Regions from separate parts of the Sus scrofa genome. Here all the other regions are linked to region 2. The links are chromatin contacts, called in public HiChIP or PLAC-seq and promoter capture Hi-C maps. All regions are on one chromosome and are shown on one strand. Each heading gives the region's core, a stretch centred on a gene start, on an enhancer-like site or on the middle of the called end of the contact. The rest is flanking DNA. Distances are from core to core; before and after follow the strand shown. Region 1 holds the start of DSCR3 (Down syndrome critical region protein 3). Region 2 holds the start of DYRK1A (dual specificity tyrosine-phosphorylation-regulated kinase 1A). Region 3 overlaps DYRK1A (dual specificity tyrosine-phosphorylation-regulated kinase 1A). Region 4 overlaps DYRK1A (dual specificity tyrosine-phosphorylation-regulated kinase 1A).

The links. Promoter capture Hi-C pulls out the DNA fragments that hold promoters and counts their contacts. HiChIP or PLAC-seq counts read pairs in DNA pulled down with a chosen protein or histone mark.
Region 1: a promoter capture Hi-C map of liver shows a contact between it and region 2, with 9 times the contacts expected there. The contact joins the promoter of DSCR3 here to the promoter of DYRK1A in region 2. A contact is called at or near these places in 3 of 5 promoter capture datasets (fetal liver, fetal skeletal muscle and liver), 24 of 47 Hi-C or Micro-C datasets (alveolar macrophages, blood, brain and 15 more) and 2 of 2 datasets of contacts at active chromatin or transcription factors (alveolar macrophages and skeletal muscle).
Region 3: a contact with region 2 is called in an H3K27ac HiChIP or PLAC-seq map of alveolar macrophages. The contact joins the enhancer-like site here to the promoter of DYRK1A in region 2. A contact is called at or near these places in 3 of 5 promoter capture datasets (fetal liver and liver), 5 of 47 Hi-C or Micro-C datasets (blood, embryonic fibroblasts, fetal liver and 2 more) and 2 of 2 datasets of contacts at active chromatin or transcription factors (alveolar macrophages and skeletal muscle).
Region 4: a contact with region 2 is called in an H3K27ac HiChIP or PLAC-seq map of alveolar macrophages. The contact joins the enhancer-like site here to the promoter of DYRK1A in region 2. A contact is called at or near these places in 2 of 5 promoter capture datasets (both in liver), 3 of 47 Hi-C or Micro-C datasets (embryonic fibroblasts, fetal heart ventricle and retroperitoneal adipose tissue) and 2 of 2 datasets of contacts at active chromatin or transcription factors (alveolar macrophages and skeletal muscle).

Annotation. Positions count from the first base shown.
Region 1 is chr13:200,925,599-200,928,298 of Sscrofa11.1, reverse strand. It overlaps DSCR3 (Down syndrome critical region protein 3), which reads left to right and starts at 1,295. Exons shown (of 7, transcript XM_005670333.3): 1 at 1,295-2,344. The coding sequence starts at 2,288.
Region 2 is chr13:201,007,150-201,009,849 of Sscrofa11.1, reverse strand. It overlaps DYRK1A (dual specificity tyrosine-phosphorylation-regulated kinase 1A), which reads right to left and starts at 1,344. Exons shown (of 12, transcript XM_005670334.3): 1 at 933-1,344.
Region 3 is chr13:201,074,259-201,076,958 of Sscrofa11.1, reverse strand. The region is part of intron 2 of DYRK1A (dual specificity tyrosine-phosphorylation-regulated kinase 1A); the gene reads right to left. Among named protein-coding and RNA genes, the nearest start is that of DYRK1A, 67 kb to the right of the region's middle. Within about 2 kb of position 1,393, at least 1 of the 83 cell types and tissues checked has an H3K27ac peak or open chromatin away from gene starts, as enhancers often do. A contact at or near this core is called in alveolar macrophages, where this site is marked.
Region 4 is chr13:201,122,638-201,125,337 of Sscrofa11.1, reverse strand. The region is part of intron 3 of DYRK1A (dual specificity tyrosine-phosphorylation-regulated kinase 1A); the gene reads right to left. Among named protein-coding and RNA genes, the nearest start is that of DYRK1A, 120 kb to the right of the region's middle. Within about 2 kb of position 1,332, at least 7 of the 83 cell types and tissues checked have an H3K27ac peak or open chromatin away from gene starts, as enhancers often do. A contact at or near this core is called in alveolar macrophages and embryonic fibroblasts, where this site is marked.

The sequences.
Region 1 (2,700 bases), core at 46-2,545, 82 kb after region 2:
GTCCTGGAAGAGGGTCTGGCCAGAGCATCACAGCATCCTCTAAAAGATGCTTAGTAGGGCCTCTCTTCCTGTCCCAGAAAGGGCGTGAAACTCACAGCGAAAAACAACACGGGACCCCATCTTCTATCAAAAGATGCCTACAGTTGCAGCTGGACACTAAAAGCTGATCTAGCCCTGCTTCCGTGAAATACCTTCTCAATCCTCTCCTTCTCAATCTCTAGAAGAAGGCAGGGGAAGGAACAGAAGGAGGTAGCGGGCCTTGTGGAGAACACAGTGTGAGAGCCAGAACCATGAATTGCACCTTTGCACCATCACTAAGGATCTAGGGTCCCACTCAAGCCAGGAGACTGACACTTTGACAGAGTTTGATTTTTAGTAATGAAATTGACCAGAATGTCCCAGTATCACCTAAGGTGTGGTAAGGGCTAGAAAAGATTCAAAAGGGAAGTGCTGGAGAAAAATGGACTGTTCTTCCATTTGGAATCCATCCCATAGAGACGGCTCAACAAACTGATTACAGCGATAATAGCTTGGAAATAAAGCTCTTTGCAGTGCACCAGCATTCCATATAGATTGTGTGCAACCTACACAAATGAGTGAAATACAGCACACTTGTCCTGGAAGAACAAGAAACGTTCTGTTGCAAAATAAGTATAAAGCAGGTTTGTTGAAGCAATCAAGCTTAGAATGTGGATTCTTGTAAGGTGTTTCTTTTCCTGTTTCCTGCATTGTCTACCAAGATTGGTATTTCACCGTTTTTGGTTTGTTTGTTTGTTTGTTTTTAAGAAATGATGGGTTTGATGGCGAGGGATCCACTTCTGGAATTGCAGAGCAGGCTGTGATTATTAAGTCCCTAATGAATTGTTTTAGCATTGCTGCGTTTGAGTTGCCAGGAAGCTATCCCAGACTGAGAGGGAAGCCCTGAGGCCAGAGAGGAGCTGAAAACTGAGACCTGATTATTGGGAAATATCCATGTATCAACCTTCAAAAGCTACTGTAGCTATAGCACTATCACTGTTGTCCTGTAAAATAAATTCTCAAGAGACAGGCACTCGTGATACTAACTCAGGAAATTGTGGAAAAATTCTCTTGTAACCCTACAAGTAAAGCACTTTAAAAACAAATATCGTCAACTATAAAAGACAAAAATCTTAAAAGGTAAAAGTCGAAAAAAAATAAATACCAGAATCAAAGAATTTTTAAAAAACAAAAAGCACTTCACTATATTTAGTTATCAAAACAATTAAAAATTTACTTCTTACTGGAAAAGTCCTTGTTTAAAACACCGACAAAGGATTTTATTTCAATAAACGTAGTGTGTTGCTTAGCACCGTACTGCTGCCCTGCCTGGAGGCAATCTTTCCAGAAAGCAATGTATTTCTTGTGTTTATCTAGCCACTCTTGCTGGGAATAAAAAGACGACGACGTGCGTCTCAGGTCTGACGTTTTCATTTCCAGGCACTGCCGGGACCCAGGGCCTGCCAGCGGCGCTTCCCCACAATCTGCGCACGAATATGAATATTCAACACCCCGTTCCAGGGCGCGCGCCGGGGGAGTACCCACAAGCCCCCGCGGCTCCCGCGGGGCGGTCGAGGTCACTCGCGCTCCCCAAGACCTTGGCCCCGGGCCCGGTGGTGGGGACGGGAGAGCCGTTCCTCGCTTCTTTGCCGGCTGGGAGTGCGGGGCCGCGGAAAGGGCAGGGAGGACCACCCGGCCCGGAACGGACATGAGGCCTTCGCCCTCAGTGCCCCCGGAAGAAAGCGGGGAAGTCGAAAGTCAACGAGAAAAAGGCGATCGGAAGGGAAGGCACTCTCAGTTATCACCGCCCTAAAGCCAACTCAATAGCGCAGCGACTCCTCGCGCCGCACAGCCTGACGGGAGCTTCAGCCACAGAACAGGCTGCCCCGGCGACACCTCCTCGGCACCGCCCCCCGCCGCGGGGCACGCCGGGAGAGCCGGGTTTCCCCCTCCCTCTAGGAAACGGGCGAGGAGCAGGGTATTTCCGGTGTTACGACTGTCTTACGGAAAAGGAGGGGTTAGTTCGGTCCCGCCCTCACGCCCAGCGAGGGCGGGGCGAGAAGTGACAACCCCTCGGCCTGCGCTAAGGCCCGCCCCTGCACCGGAAGGAGGAAGGCCGGGGAGGCGACGCTACGTCCGGCGCGAGGTCACGTGACGCAACTGCCGGCGGACAGGAGAAAGGGGCGGGGCTCCGGGTGGAAGGGCGTGTCGGCTCTCTATCCTCTGGTCACGCGCAGCAGGAAGTGGCGCCCGAAGCGGATTATTCGAGATGGGGACCACTCTGGACATTAAGATTAAAAGAGCAAACAAGGTGTATCACGCCGGGGTAAGTGGGGTGGACGGGCCTGCAGGTTCTGTTGTCTCCGAGGTCCGGCGCATTTCTGGGCTTTCCTGGGCCGGGCGAGGCGCGCCTCCAGGTGCATCCCGGCCAGGTGCGTCCCGGCCAGCTGCATTCCCGCCAGGTCGGTCTCGCTAGTGCGGTTGGTTGCCGTTCGAGCGGTCCACGCCGGAATTGCTTCCGCGGCTGGGAGCCGCGCAGGGCCGAGGTGCTGGCGCTAGGTCTCCAACGCTAAGCTTGCGGCCCCTTGACCGTGCAGCTCGGCTTTGGGCCCGCGGGCTAGAGCTGTTAAGTGACCACTGAGGGCGGAGGAGCTCGGAGACCAAACGCCCCGTTCCTCACTT
Region 2 (2,700 bases), core at 95-2,594:
ACTCACACACACTCACACACACACACACGCACGCACACTCGCACACGCTCACTCACACACACACTCTCACACTCACACCGGTCCCGCCCGCTCGCCGGCGGCGGCAGCGGCACCAACAGCAGCAGCAGGAACAGCAGCAGCAGAAGCGGCGGCGGCGGCGGCGCCCGCACCCCCCGCTCGGGGTGTCCGCTCCCTGAGCCCGACCTGGGCCGCGATCAGCAGCAGCGACGGCAGCAGTCTCCCCGGATCCCCCCGCCGCTCTTGCCGCCGCCACCCCCGCCTCACTCCAATGGGGCTTTTTATTATTATTCGGGCGGGAAGCGAAAGGGTTTAAAAAAAAACCAACCAACAAAATGGCGACGGACCGACCCGGTCGCTATAGCAACTGTCAATCAAAACGCAAAACCCCGGCTGACGTGCTGACGTCCTCCTCCCGCCCCCCGGCCCCAAGCCGGCGGGCGGGGCCTGTTGCTCGGGCAACGGCAGATTCCGTTCCCTCCTTTCCCTCTCCCCCTCCGTCCCCAACCAACCACCCAACCCCCTCAGGTCACGTGAAGGATAAATTCGGAGCTCAGGCCCGCTACGAGTGTCAGAGGAGGGCGCGTGATTCGCTCGGGGGAGGGGAGAGGAGGGGGACGGCCGGGCCGAGGGAGGGAGAGGGCGGAGGAAGGGGGGCGAGGCGGCGGCCGGCCTGTGCTCCAGCGCCCAGGGCCTCCCGGCCGCGCCCCGCCCCGCGCCCGCCGCGCCCGCGCCGCCCGCGCCGACTGCGGCCCGGAGAGCGCGCGCGGCCTCCGCGCCGCCGCCCCCGGAGCCCCGCGCTTCCGCGTCGTGCGCCCGCAGCCCCGCCCGCGCCGGGGGGAGGGGGCCGGGCTCTGCGGCCGCGCGGGGACCCAGGAAGCCCACTCCGGTGCGCCCGCGCTGGGGACTCTCACCTGCATCCCCGGGGACCGCGCCGGCAGCGCACGTCCGCGCGTTTAAACTGTTCTTGGAAGGCCCCGCGTGCCCCCCTCGCCGGAAAATGCCCACGGAGGCCGCGGTGGGGGGTGGGGAAGAGGCCGCCTCCGCGTTTCAGACATCTCAGGAATTCCGGACGCTTCGCCCGAATCCGGGATGCCCCTGCGGCTGACACCTTGATTAAATCATGTCACTCGGCTTTTTGCTGCGGCCAGTGCCAGCGTTCAGAAATCATGGACGGAGCCATCATACAAACTTTTTTAGGCTGTGCATGCTCAGCCGGGCTTTCCCACCGATTTCAAACCCCTCCCCACCTTTCAGGCAGTCTTCCTTCTCCATCGGAATGCCCCTAAAATTAATCGTCTTAGGCTATACCGTATCGTTGTCCAACTCCCTGATTTTCTTTCTCATGCACCATTTCAGTTTCCAGATTTTTAATTCGCCCACAATTCTTGATTAATAGTCTCGCTTTCGTTTATCTTTATTCTGTCTACCCCTCTGGCTGGCTGAATATTACTAGGTGTTCTCTCTCGGCATTGAAACCTAGGTATGGAAGTAGCCATGCTGTACTGGCTACTTTGTAATCAGTAGACAGCCACTGGCTAAAAATTGTATTTTGTACCATTCCTAGTAAAATGGCATTTAATCTTTGCCAAAAAGGATACTATGGATATTATTTTACACCAAGTCCCTAATTTATTGATTGATTTCTAAGCTTGATTTTGCCATCTTATGATAGTGTTCGTATCAATTTTGTCTTAAGCTTGGACTGTTCACAAGTAAAGCAGCAGCAGATACCAGTAAAGAAAAACAACCCCACAGTAAATACTGAGCTCAATCCTCTATGACTCAAGGAAAGACACGAGTGTTTCCAATAAATGTTTCTCTTCTCTGGCTACTGGAACCTTGATTTACTAAGGCATCCATTGAAATTAGCACAGACCGTGAAAGAAAACAGACTAAACTTTAGATAAATTAGGCAAAAAGTAGGCCAATAGCTTAGACCGATTCTCATGGTATCACAAACTGCCATGACTATCAAGAGTTTTTTTGGACTTTCAAAATTGCCCTGCTAATGTAATTAAAGTCCACATTCAACTTGATTGTTTTCTGGTGGGGGGGAGTTAGGGTGGTGGTTTAATTTCCAGTTTATTTTCTGTTAAATTAACTACAACCTGGATTTACATTGCATCATCTTAAACAGGAGGAAGTGGCCAAAAGCGTCCCTGCTGGGGTAAGAGGCTGATATCTTGACGGCTCCCCAGCTTACACTGCCACCTCCTCCCTCCTGCTTCTTTCTCTTCTCCCTGCTCCCCACCCCCATCCTGTTCAGGCAGTTTCACTTCTCTCAGGACCCTTAAGCATTTGCAACCTTTAACACCAAGTTAAATTTGAGTCCGTTTTTTTTAATATATATTTTTATTATTTTTAAGAATTATTTCCCCCAATATAATTTTTTTCTACTGTACAGCATGGTGACCCAGTTACACATACATGTACACATTCTATTTTCTCACATTATCATGCTCCATCATAAGTGACTGGACATAGTTCCCAGTGCTACACTGCAGGATCTCATTGCTAATCCATTCCAAAGGCAATAGTTTGTATCTATTAACCCCAAGCTCCCCAACCCACCCCACTCCCTCCCTCTCCCCCAGTCCATTTTTTTTATTGCTGGTCATGAAGGGAACTTGCGTAATTAATCTTCTAGATAACCTAAAAAGAACATGATAATGTTTCAAG
Region 3 (2,700 bases), core at 144-2,643, 67 kb before region 2:
CTGCACAAGTGTTTAATTCACTAAAACCTCAAACGTACTCATAAAATGCATAAATTTTTGATATGCAAATATGTCAAAGAACATTCAAATACACATATAAAAGGTGAAGGATAGGAAAAAGTCCTTGCTCTCAAAAAGAAAAAAAATTACATTTCATGATTTATTTAACGGAAAAGAGGGAGAACTCAAGTATTTCAGATCTCTTTCGATAATAAACTTGCGGAGTTGCCACTGTAGCACAGGGGTCAATGATCTGGCTTGTTTCTGTGGCACTGCTGGTTCGATCCCTGGATCGGCCCAGTGGGTTGTAGGATCTGGTGTTGTCGCAGGTGCAGCAAAGGTCACAGCTGTGGCTCGGACTCAATTCCATATGCCCATATGCCATGGGTGCGGCCATAATAAATAAATTTATTTGCGTAACTGTAACAAAATCTTTTTCTACTAGTGTTATGTAAAAATAGATGTTAGACAGTCATCTCAAATATATCAATATGACAAAAATTGTAACTTGGTTCCCAGAAAAAAAAAACTTTACCTGTCACATTTTCCCTAACATGCTTCTGCAAATAAATCCTGCCTGAATAATTCCAATAAGCAGAAAAATTCAGCATAATTCCAATGCCTAATAAATAAAAGTGCTTCCACACAAATTTTAAATTAGGTATAAATAAGATGAATTTGAATTAACTGTATTTCTGATGAAATGTGAGACATTAACATGTGATTTGAGACGACATGCCAAATTATCAAAGAGGAAGTTTAAGAAAATATAATCCAGGAGTTCCCGGTCATGGCGCAGCAGAAACAAATCCGACTAGCAACCATGAGGTTGCAGGTTTGATCTCTGGCCTACCTCAGTGGGTTAAGGATCCGGCGTTGCTGTGAGCTGTGGTGTAGGCCGGCAACAAGAGCTCCAATTAGACCCCTAAACTGGGAACCTCCTCCATAGGCCGTGGGTGCAGCCCTAAAAGGACGAAAAAAAAAAAAAGAAAAGAAAATACAAGCCCCAAATACACACGAACAGTACGGAAATAGCAACTGAGTGGGGAGGCAACAGAAATAATAACAACAGCGTACATGTATGTATCAGGCATGTGCTGTGTATGCACTCCGAACTACACTGTGCGGTTTTATTACTATTATGCTTCCTATTCCCTGAATGAAGTGAGATCTGGAGCTTTGTATTTAGTTCTCACGGTTACCCAAATCCCTTCTATTTTCCTATTTTTTCATTAAGGTCTGGGGTGAAGGGGTGTAATAACCTACTGATCCCCCTATTTAGGAACACCACTGAAATTTAAATAGGAACTTTTTCCCCTTCCCTTCCCTCTTCTCCAACCATCTGATCTGATGTAATATTCTTTTACTTCCCATTAGTAACTATGAGCCAATAAGAAACTTCATTCTACTTGTTTTGCTGTGTACTGTCTCCTCATTGCAGAGATTCCAGCCATTATACATTACACCCACCCGCAAGCCTCACCGAGTTTCAGTTGCACAGGTATCTCTAACTCTCCCCTTTTATCAATGTTCCTGCAGTCTCTCCAGTTGCCAAAGTTTATTCTTCGGTAGATTCCTTAACAAGTGCTCAAAAAAACAACAGCCTAATGCATACTCATGTTCATAACATTTTGTCTGCTGTCTTTATACTTCAATTTAGCTGGATATAAAACTCCTGGCTCTCTCTTCCTTGCATATATTAGATGTTATTCTACAGCTTCTACCATAAGACACGTATCAAAACCAGACAACCTACTATTCTTCCCCTTAGAGACTTGGGTCTTTGCCTAGATACCCCAGGAACTTTCTTTTAAAGTTCAATAATGTTTAAAGAGGTTGTCTGCATGTTGAGCATTTCTGCATCAATTTATCCAAGTATACAACATGCCCTCTCCAAATGTAATGGCAAACCTTTTTTTAATGTCAGAAAATTTATTTGAGTTACGATTATTAGAATTAATGAAGTTTCATTGCTTTATTTCTTCACTGAAATTTCTTTGCCTCCATTTAGTAAATGTCACTTTCTCTAAAAAGTTTATTGTTCTTCAATTCTTTCTTGTTTAAATTCTTCTGATTTATCTTCTGTTTCTCTGAAGAAATTTTCTTTGGGTTTTTTCACTCTTGTGTACCTTTCTAGTTTAGGCTTCTTTCCCGCCCTTTTTTTCTTTTTTGGTCCCCCGAGGCACATGGAGTTCCCGGACCAGGAATTAGATCTGAGCCTCCGCTTCGACCCACATCGCAGCTGCAGCGATGCGGGATCCTTTAACCCCGTGTGCAAGGCCAGAAATCAAACCTTCGTCCTGGTGCTGCAGAGATGCCGCTGATCTTGTTGCACCACAGTCGGATCTCCTAGGCTTCATTTATTTTAACCATTTTTCTTTTACTTCTCCTTTCCTGAGTTATATTTCTAAGATCTCCTTATTCGGATTTATATTGCTCTTCCATACTTGTATCATTTTCCAAATTTCTTTGGGTTTGTTTAGAAACATTAGGTGACAGTTTTCATTTGTTTTATGAACATTTCTTTCTGAAATGCTCTCATTGTCTGCAGAAATATTATTCATCTCCTTACTCTTTCCTTTTAATTAAAAAAAAACTGTAGGGAATTTGTGATCCTAATCAGTTGCTCTATTTCATATAAAATAAAAAACTTTCAGGAAACTGGAGTAGCTTCTCTGGCTTCAGTGAGAGTTCTCTTCT
Region 4 (2,700 bases), core at 83-2,582, 120 kb before region 2:
AGTGTTTCAAACAGCACCTTGTACAGAGTAGATGCTCAGAATATATAGAAAAGAACAAATCAATTTCCATAAACTAAATAACATTTTCTCCACTAACTTTGTCATTTTGTATTAGGTAAACCAAACTGTCCATTTTTCACTGTTGTGGCGCCATAAGCTCAAATCCAGAATTAGAAAACAACTTTGCCAAATACACACTCAGTCATAAATCTATACCAGGACTCAGACCAGTCCTATGCATTTGATGCTTTGTCCACTTTCAACTTCTCACAAAGTCAGAAGAATGTAAGGTGGCGAGGTCCCTTCTTCCCTTTCACAGCTGGGTGAAAAACCCAGTGTACATAGGACCCAGGAGCTCACCATGCTGTGGCAGGGAGCCAGTTCCCCTCCACGACACCCCCCAGTCCCCAGTGTCCTCACTTGCAAAAGGGAACTTGTTGAGCTATCCTCCTACTGGTTCTGGGAGCCAAGAAAAACCACACACCCCCAAATGCTCCTAATTAAGGGAACTTTCTGGGGAAAGACACAGATCTTAAAGCAAAAAACCAAACAAACAAACAAACAAAACCCAACAACAGGCAGGAGACAGTTCCCCCTGTGGCTCAACCAATTTTGAATCCAACTAGTATCCATGAGGATGTGGAGTCAACCCCTGGCCTCGAAAGCTGGGGTGTAGGTTACAGACTCGGCTTAGATCTAGCGTTGCTGTGGCTGTGGTGTAGGTTGGCAGCTGTAGCTCGGATCTGACCCCTAGCCTGGGAACCTCTGTAAGTTGCAGGAGCTAAAAACAATCTTTTATCTTTTCTTGAAAAGATTCACCATGTGCTAGGACTTTATTAAAAGACTGTTTTCTAGTTTAATAACACCGACCCTACCCATTTTATGTTTACCTCACATCACCACTCATCTCAGTGCATGAGGACCCTGACACCTCCCTTTCTTGCTCTCCTGAGAGCTATGCGTGAAGCTGGACAGAGCACATGCTTTAAGAACCGTGAAAGGTACTGGGAAAACTAGAAAAGCATTTCAAACATCCGATCATACTTTCCTACACTTACTCCAAATACATTTTATCTTTTGAAAACTGTTTTAAATTTACATGTAACACTCATACGAGAAAGATTAACTACAAGAAATAAAATGTTAAAGTTAGCTCATTTCAATTTACTTGTACATAAGACTTATTTAAAGACACTGATAGGGTGATTAAGAAGCAGCAATGGAAATCAAATAATAAAATTCCAGGAGTTTAGAGCTAGACAGTATACTTGGGAGTTCTAGTCTAAGCATAATCATACATTCCAGAACTGACAGAAGAGGCTCTGTGACCCGACTCAAGCCACACACCAAGATCATGAGTCAAGACCTGGAGTCCATGTCTTATGACTAGCAGACCCCTCTGTGTCAGCTCACAGTTTTAGTGCTTTAGACAGCAGTTTTAAGACAGCTTTTAATCTGACTAGCTTATTAGGTTCAGAAATCTTTGGAGTCTGTTAGAAATATCCGGCTGAATATTACTTCTTAAAGTCCTTTTACATTATGTGAGACTTTAAAAATATTTTACAGCTTAAAATGGAAACACTAAGTAATTTATCTCTTATTTGAAAATAAATAATCCACAAATAAGATGTTAGTTGTACCTAAAAATAGGTACCTTGCTAACTAAATTACCTCCTACAATCATATAACCATAACAAGGACCTTAAAGTTCTGGATTTTTTCCCTCGCCCTCCGTATAGACACCAGGTGTTAGAACTGATGAGCAGAAAGAAAGCAGAAAGAAGCCTGCCTGGGCCAGGCCCCCCGAGACTGCAGCTTACAGTCTTGGAGAGTCACTAACAGGAGCTCAGTCCCTTCGGTTGTAAAAGAGACTGAAAACAGGCATCCTGCCTGACAGGCTGCTTTTGAACAAGCGGGAAAATGAACCCAAATCTTTTTCTCTTAAAAATACAATGCAAACGAGTCATGTGCTATCACTACTGTTTGGACATCCAGAGCTTTCTTCCAGTACATGATTAAATGCTTTCCAATTCTGACCAACTGCTCAATTCTCAAACATACAACTTCTCAATTTACTGCATAAAACAAATTCTTAAGACCCACCATAATTTATCTTACTATTTAACTGTGAATGTTATTCATGTGCTATATACACTTTATCAATGTAAACTCCGCTCAACTATTGACAGTCTTACGAAAATACATACAAGGGTGTACGCAAATAATGCTACTTAACTGCAGCCAACAGCTCACTAAAACCACGTATTATTGAATTAGAGAAAAAACATTTCCTTTAAATAAACCAATATAGAAATACCTTGATATTTTCCAAGTTTTGGTTCATATTAAAAGACCTAAATGAACAATGACAAGCCAAATTCCTAAGTACATGGGAAAAATTGCCATTTTCAGCACTCATCACATGGCCTCAATGGGCACAGAAACTTTACCACAACTACAGCTAGTAAAAAAAATTCTCCCCGCACCAGAAATCAACAGAATGGATGCAGTTAAAGCTAGTAAACACACACACACACACACACACGCACGCACACGTGCACACGTATGTATGTGTACTGAGAGGTTTCAGCATTTATTCATTTTGTACTACCCATCTTATGGAAAACTGCTGAAATCTATAGTTTGAATGTAAGAATGATCGGCATGGTTAATTTACATTAACATTTTTTCAATTTTTTT